2 separate regions of the Mus musculus genome follow, and region 1 is linked to region 2. Evidence: chromatin contacts called from public Hi-C data. All regions are on one chromosome and are shown on one strand. The core of a region is the stretch at or near the end of the contact, and the rest is flanking DNA. Distances in the headings are between cores, read along the strand shown. Region 1 has its middle 12 kb from the start of Gm36011. Region 2 overlaps Gm44812.

Region 1 (4,150 bases), core at 1,173-3,672, 600 kb after region 2:
GCAGGATGCTCTTTCAGGAAAATACCCTGGTCTCACACTCCTGTTTTCCAGGGCCTAAACTCAGAAAGGATACTAGGAACTTATGATTTTAATTAAAGGCAAAGTTGAAGTCATACCACAGGATTTCGTGTTCTGAATCGAAGTCTAGTGCTTGATCCCTGATTTCTTTGTTTATAACCACATATTCAATAGTGTTGACATATAATCACAGCCAGCAATATGTTTCACAACTCTGGTCTGACAGACTTGCCTCATGGACCTTTATATGCATTCTGAGAAGCTATGCTATCCATTCAAAAAGCCCAGGTGTGGATTTAAACGAATCTTAGCTTATGATTCTTAGGAATGATGGTACCATCACTTCCTGCCCTTTACTGTTCTCAATATTCCTCACCTATGAATATTGCTCACCTATGAATATTGGCCGTCCACCATTTTCCTCATTTTGCCCATACAGCTCCCTTTAGATGCATATCAGTGCACCGTCTCTGTCTTCAAACATATTACTGACTTTTCTGTCATTTCAGGTCTCTGACATCTTTCTATTGCCTCTTTCCATAATTTTCTTTTACATGGTTTCTAATCTACTGTTTCAACCGTGTTTGGGGGGAATTTAAATTTTCACCAAGCAGGACTTGTTTTATGTACAGAATTCTCCTTAATTTACCATATAGTCAATTACTTTATTTTATAATCCATTATTCCTTTTTTTATGGATGTTAGTTCTCCCATTATATGTTTAAACATTTAAAACCATAATTAAAACTTTATGGTTGCCATTTCCAGCTCTTTTGATCCTGTTGTTTTATTTACCTACTTGGAGTGTCTGTCAACTATTTTATAAAACACTAGACTTTGACAAGTTTTACAATTCTGAAAACTTATGGGTAAGTTCATCTTCCGTTTGCTACACCATACAACACTGTGGGGAATTCTTGTTCTTCCCTCTTGAAGATGCCAATTCCCACTTAACTTTTAATTATACTCTTATTTCTGGACATCCATATCCCAACCATAGTCAGAACTTAGAATGGGTGAATTCCTTATGCCCAAAGCTCCATTCTCATTTCTGATACCCAAGTACTCTGTTCCCACCCCAATGTGCGGTCTTGTTTACATATAGTGACATACTTATGACATATAAGTATCCATACTTAGTTTGAGCAAGAACCCATGTTTGATACCAGAATCCTCACCCCAACACATATGTGCACATACATACATACACACACATGTACATATATGCACACAGTCTTTCATTAGCATGTGCTCACCTAACAGCTAACACTTTAGTAGGCTTGTGCCCTGAGAATTCTTTTGACCTCCATGTGCTCTTCTTGCCTGTACCCTTTCTGCACTTACTGATAAAGCACTTGAAAACTCTCCTTCCTTGTATAAATTCCTTCTTTCCAATTCTAATTCACAGTATAATTTTGAACTATTCCAATCATAGATATCACACAAAAATGTTGAACTTCGGGAAAAAAAAGGATCATTCTGACTAAGGGGAAGTGAATTGCAACTGCACTTTAACTATCATCTCCCTGACTTCTCCCCTTGGAACCGCAGGAGGAGGTCATACCATGTTTTAACCCATCTTTCTCAGCCCTTACATTGTGTATTTTGGTGTGGTGACTCCAGGTTATACATACACTATTTGTGTGAGGAAAGGACAAATTCAGTAAATCAATCTGCTTTATATTTTCTTTCCTCTTCTTGCTTTGTAGGTGAAGACACGATGTCTCAACATACTTTGTTCTTGCCAATAAGATGCCGTCCTACATGTAATATCAAAGTGTTGCACCAGATTCACTTCAAGCCTTTTGGGTTTATGTAGGATGATGGCAGAGGAATTCCTGAGTTGACTATTGTATCTTACTAAATTAGTAAGTTACTAAGGGAAGCACACTATAAACAGCTCTATAGCATTGAAATTTACTCTTACTGATGATAGATGATATGTTAGATAGATTTAAGATCAAATAGTTTCCCCTTGTATGTAGAAAGAACTCAAATGGCAGAAAATATTCAAGAAGTCCTGGAGCTGATATTTTGACAATAAAAGAACCTTATTAATTTAGTACATAACTCGACTTTTTATAGCTATGAAAAAAGAAGAGTCTGAGGTCATTATTTCAAATCATGAAAGATTTACTTTAATGCTTGGTTTTGTAGATTCTAATCCATTGTACCTTGTCCCACTTGCCTTGGGTTATGTAGTAAGACATCATGTTATGATGACCATGACATAAGGGGAAACAAACTCACCTCGTGGGAGTCATGAAAGAATGGGTAGGGCTCACCAGATCCTCTTCAAGCACATACCCCAATGACATAATTTCCTTTTATTAGGTTCCACCTGCTACAAATTCCAGACCTAGAAATAACACCACAGACAGCAAACCAAGTCTCTATCTTATTAGCTTTAGAAGAATAAGTAATAAATTAACCACAAAGCAAATATTGATTGAAGAGATACTGTGTCCTAGTCTGTTTTAGCTTGGGTATCTTCAAAGTAAAAACATTAAATGCTAACTTCTGTGTTCTTCCTTAACTCGTGTCATTCCCCAGAATGACAGAATGAGAAGTATGAAATGAAGAGCCTTTTGTAAAATAAAAGATTTTTCCTAAGCCGGCTGATCTATATAGGTTTGTTTAATTTGGGGTATGTAATTATATGGGTCTTTGTTTTAGGACAGTTCCTGCTGGAGGAGGGAGACAAAGCCTTCATTCATTCATTCATTCACTAATTTGCTCTCAATTTCATGTGCACGTGCGCGTGCACACACACACACGCACACACAGAGGATTTGCTACAGAGAGACTATTTTCCCAGCATCCTTAATTGTATTACTTCATCCTTAAGTCTTCAAAGGATTGCTCTCTCTAGCATAGGCTAAGATGAAAATAAGTAACTGAAGGCCCTCTACCAGCTGAGTGAGAAGGAATCTCTTGCTCATATTTATTTCCACAATGTTGGACTTCTCCATTCATAGAAATATGATTCAACATGAAGATCAACAACTGAAATCAACAGGTACTGAGTACCACAACAGCAACATTTCAAAACTGCACAGAAGGTCAAAGTAATATAGATTAGCTACAGCAATACCTGAATGGGATTCATTGTTGTAGAATAACAGTTATCTCCCTCAACAGAGCTCCTCATGCCTGTGGACCATGGGAGTTCCATCACAGAGGATGATATTGAGAAGGGTCACTGGGGCCTCATCTGAGATTCCTACCACCTTCTCCTGGATGTGTTAGCTAGTCATATATGACTATGGTCTTTTTGCAAGTGGCCTTTTAGTCTGTGGATATAATAGAATATGTAGAGAGTGGGAGGTTAACTCAAAGAGGACTCCATCTCTGCATCTATGGGAACATCATTATCCATACCGGAGTGGGACTTTCTGGTGTGGCTGTTAGTTATTCCTGTCAGTCACACCTCACTCATGCTTTGTAACTAAGTCCAATGAGTACATTGATTGTCCAAAGTTAATCTTTGGTAGAATTGAACTTTGCTTTGTCACTGGTGCCTTATAAGAAGGGAGTAGATGTTTCTTTAGATTTTCCCAGAAAAGAGTTCCAGCTACAGTTGTCTGAACCAAGTGTAGAAATATAAAGCAGAAAAGAAAGAATGTTCTAGGGTGAGTGAAAAAAATAGATATAATTACTGGCAAAAGCATTGACCACTTTCAGGAGTTAAAGGGCCCAATCTGACCATAATCCTGTCTGTCTATCTTAGCTTGGGTCCCTCAGAAGTAAGAACATTAGACCCTACTTCTGTGTTCCTCCTTAATTTGTACAATCCTAAGACTGCCAAAATCAGACAAACTACAATGAGAAATGGAAAATGAAAAGGCCACCTGAGAGGGCTTTCTTCTAAGCCATACCAAATCTGTGTGCAGTAAGAAAACATTCTGTACTTGTAAACAGATTCATTCATTTCAGAAAAGAGGTATGCCAAACCTGCTTTGCGGAGACAACTTCTATGAGAGAAAGAAAGCAGTTGTATTTGAGGGAGAGAAAGAATACAGCTCTCTGCCTAACATCCAGTCCCCATCAAATATTCTTATTATACCATAATAACAATAATTAATAAGGATGATGGACAACCATTTGTATTTATAATAAAAGAGTAATTGTT
Region 2 (4,134 bases), core at 857-3,356:
AAGAACGAAGACCAAAGTGTGGACACTTTACCCTTTCTTAGAAATGGGAACAAAACACCCATAGAAGGAGTTACAGAGACAAAATTTGGAGCTGTGACGAAAGGATGGACCATCTAGTGACTGCCATATGCAGGGATCCATCCCATAATCAGCTTCCAAATGCTGACACCATTCCATACACTAGCAAGATTTCGCTGAAAGGACCCAGTTATAGCTCTCTCTTGTGAGACTATGCCGGGGCCTAGCAAACACAGAAGTGGATGATCACAGTCAGCTATTGGATGGGTCACATGGCCCCTAATGGAGGAGGTAGAGAAATTACCCAAGGAGCTAAAGGGAACTGCAACTCTATAGGTGGAACAACAATATGAACTAACCAGTACCCGGGAGCTCTTGTCTTTAGCTGCATATGTATCAAAAGATGGCCTAGTCAGCCATCACTGCAAAGAGAGGCCCATTGGACTTGCAAACTTTATATGCCCCAGTACAGGGGAACGCCAGGGCCAAAAAGGGGGAGTGGGTGGGTAGGGGATGGGGGTGGGTGGGTATGGGGGACCTTTGGGATAGCATTGAAAATGTAAATGAGGAAAATACCTAATTAAAAGGGAAAAAAAAGAAAAAAGAAAAGTAGCAAAAAAAAAAAAATCCTGTAAACTGGCTTGGGACTCGGCTGCCTGATTTCTCTCCCTTAGAAATGTGCCTTCCTAATTCTGCTTTGTTTGTTCCGATATTAAGAATTAGTTGGTTTCCCAGGAGTAGCTGGGAAGCTAAACTGAGAAGGGAGTTGGTTGAGGAGCATGCCAATTGGAATGTGGAACATGAAACATTTTCTGGCATTAGCGTAGCAAAGCTATCCCCAGAGTTATTTTCATCTTAAAGAAAAGCATAATTGTGAACATGTCATCAGCCTCCCACACTGTGGGAAAGGTTTTTAACTGGTTTGAATGGGAGCTGTCCCTCAGACACTTGTGTTGTTGGACTTGGTCTCTAGCTCCTGGTGTGGCTTTGGGAGGTCATGGAAGATTTTTAGGAGGTGGAGCCTCACTGGAGGAAGTGGGCCACTGTGGACAGGACATGCCTTGAAGGTTTTGAGCCCGGCATCACGTTCTGTCTGCTGCTTTCTGCTTCCAGAGTGTGCATGCAATGTGACCAGCTACCTCATAGTCCTGTGGACTGGAATAAACCTTCCTCCTTGAAGCTGCTCCTTGTCAGGTATTAAGTCTCAGCAATGAGAAAAGTAAAGTGTATGATTTCATTTATTTGGTTGAATACTTGTGAGTCCTGCTTTGAGTATCTGTGACTTTGTTATCACCCTTCTTGGAGACTATAGCAAACACTTGGCCAGAGTTCTCACACCCAAGCACACGTGCCTGGCAAATATAGGGGCTGGGAATACAGTGAACGCTATTGTTTAGGATGATCTTATTGTGTTGTGTTAAGGCAATAGCACAGGCTAGCTCTGAGGCATGTAAACTAAAGATGATAGGAACTTGAGGTTGTTAGGCTTTGAACATATTGTCAGTGGGTTTGACAGCCCTTCTCCTTTTCGTTCTTTCCAACACTTTATTTTATTTTATTTTATTTTTTTGAGGTAGAGGTTTATATAGCTCAGGTTGGCTCACATTTAACTCACTGTGTAGCTGAGGGTGACCCGGATCCTCCTGCCTTCACCTCATACATGGTGGGATAACAGACAGTGCTGGTTTATAGTCCTGGGGATCAGACCCAGGGCTTCCCAGATGCTGGGCCAGTGCTCCCAAATGCCAGGGCTTCCCAGATGCTGGGCCAGTGATCCCAAATGCCAGGGCTTCCCAGATGCTGGGCCAGTGATCTATCAACTGACCTTAGCCCTCTTCCTTAGCTCCTCCTTCTTTTGAAAGGGTTTTTGAAATTTGATTAATTTCACATTTTAATGTTTCCTAAGTATGGGAAAACTCCAAAGTGGGCAAACATTTCTTAAGCTTATGTCTCTCCTACAAGTACAAATCTGAGATAAATGTAGAGATTCAGTTAAAACAGATTGACAAAAATCAACACTCAGTTGAGCAATGTTGAAGTGATGCATGAAAGGTCGATTCGATTTGGTCACCGTTCATAACTTTGGGTTATGTCAACAGGTGACTCACCATACTTTGTAAAATCTTGCCTAGCTTCTCTTGGGATGGACTAGATGACTCCGACCCTTTACTTATACCACTGGGAATCATTGTTGCTACCTGCTGGCACATCCTCTAATCATAAGATAAGGATAAGGACTCAGAATTCATTTTCTATCCTAGAGACAGCTTTGTTGTCTTAACAAGTATATAATTTATGGAAATACTTCACTCAATGTGTGTATCTGTGCTTGTGTGTGCGTGTGTTCTCCCCAGTGTCTTCCTCAATGACTCTCCATTTTATGTTTTGAGGCAGAGTCTCTCACTGAACCTGAAGCTTACCCATTAGCTAGACTGACCGACCAGCGAGCCCCTGAGATTCTCTCCCACGCCAAGAGTTCAAGCATTAACGATTGACTGTGTCTGGCTTTTCACCTGGATTCAGGGCATTGAACTCAGGTTCTCCTGTTTGTACAGCAAACACATTTCAGACTGAACTATCACCCCAGAGCCTGAGGGCTACTTTTAATCAAACAAAATTAAAGATGGTGAAAACAGAGTTGGTAGGCCCTGGTGAGGCCACGGGAAGGAACGTGCACACAGAGGTCCTGAAGATCAAGCTTTGTGAGCTCCATATCCGTCACGCTCAGTCACCTCTCTGCTGTCCTATTGTTAGCAGTAGAGGAATCTGAACCGGCCAAAACAGGGAGCATTTCTCTTTTTAAGAATATAACTTTAAGTGTACACCAGAACATCTAGAAATAATTCTGAAACACAGAAATTTGAATATTTTTGTTGGTAGCACAGAGATGGTTGAGAAATACCTCTATATTCAATATTTCTCTACAACACTTCTTAGTTGGGGCCATCTTGCAACAAAAATGTAGGGCTCCTGTCTTGTTTTGCTCCACTGAAGACCCAGGTAATAGAATGTGGAATAAAGACAGATTAAGCTCAGCTTATTCTTCATGCACAGTCACCAAAACTATGCAACCCTGGGATCAGGATCTTGCCTACCTTTGGTCTAATGATCTATGGTCAGCTAGGGCCAAGGTAAACATCAGATTATTATTTCTTTAGGGATCAGAGGGACAAACAGAAGACAGAGGTCATGATCTGCTCCAGGGACAATGTCTCAGAGTTCAGAGGTGTGTCGTAAGTTAGAACTGTGAGGCAAACAACAGGGAGAGAGGACCAAACAGGTCAGACAGGCAGGCAACAGAAACAAGGCTGAAGAGAATTCAGGGATGGCAGTAGGCAGGGTGGGGCGGGATAAAAATATCACCCACCAAGCAACTTAATTTCTTTGTGATCCAAGATATTTCTATTTTCTTTTTCAGTCTGCAAGATTGTCCTTGGTCTACTGGACACTTGGTAAGAAACCTGTAAAAAGATAAGAAGTAGGCGTGCCAGCACTCGGGAGGCAGAGGCAGGCGGATTTCTGAGTTCGAGGCCAGCCTGGTCTACAGAGTGAGTTCCAGGACAGCCATGGCTATACAGAGAAACCCTGTGTCGAAAAAAAAACAAAAAAACAAAAACAAAAACAAAAAAAAAACCCAAACAAACAAAAAAACCCAAAAAGAAGAAGAAGGAGGAGGAGGAGGAGGAGGAGGAGGAGGAGGAGGAGGAGGAGGAGGAGGAGGAGGAGGAGGAGGTGTGGCTTTCCTTATTGTGAAGAGTTTAAAATTATTGCTATTTAAAATGTTTTAATATTTTTTATTTACTCCTCCTCCTTGTGAGTGTGTGTGTGTGCTTGTGTGTGTGTGTTTGTGTGTGTGTGTGTGTGTGTGTGTGTGTTTGTAGGGTGTCACAAGCATATCACAGCACATGTATACCGATCAGAGGACAACTTGCAGAAGTCTCATACTATCATGCAGGTTCCATAGATCTGACTTAAAGTTGCCACTCTTGATGGCAGGTGACTTTACCCACAGAACCATCTCGCTAGCCCTTGAAATTGTTTTGCAGAGAAGCCTGGAGAATAAAATGGGCTTGACAAAAATCAACTTCTCCCTCACGCTTTCTGCCTTTTCCTCTT

The links. A called contact is a pair of places that touch in the nucleus more often than the background predicts.
Region 1: a Hi-C map of liver shows a contact between it and region 2, with 4 times the contacts expected there. The contact joins two enhancer-like sites. A contact is called at or near these places in 3 of 484 Hi-C or Micro-C datasets (liver and nephron progenitors).

Annotation. Positions count from the first base shown.
Region 1 is chr7:71,126,684-71,130,833 of GRCm38.p6, forward strand. No RefSeq gene overlaps it. Among named protein-coding and RNA genes, the nearest start is that of Gm36011, 12 kb to the left of the region's middle. Within about 2 kb of position 2,423, at least 5 of the 459 cell types and tissues checked have an H3K27ac peak or open chromatin away from gene starts, as enhancers often do. A contact at or near this core is called in liver, where this site is marked.
Region 2 is chr7:70,522,400-70,526,533 of GRCm38.p6, forward strand. It overlaps Gm44812, which reads left to right. Exons shown (of 7, transcript XM_030243182.1): 3 at 1,132-1,212; 4 at 3,437-3,470. Among named protein-coding and RNA genes, the nearest start is that of Gm44812, 15 kb to the left of the region's middle. Within about 2 kb of position 2,107, at least 5 of the 459 cell types and tissues checked have an H3K27ac peak or open chromatin away from gene starts, as enhancers often do. A contact at or near this core is called in liver, where this site is marked.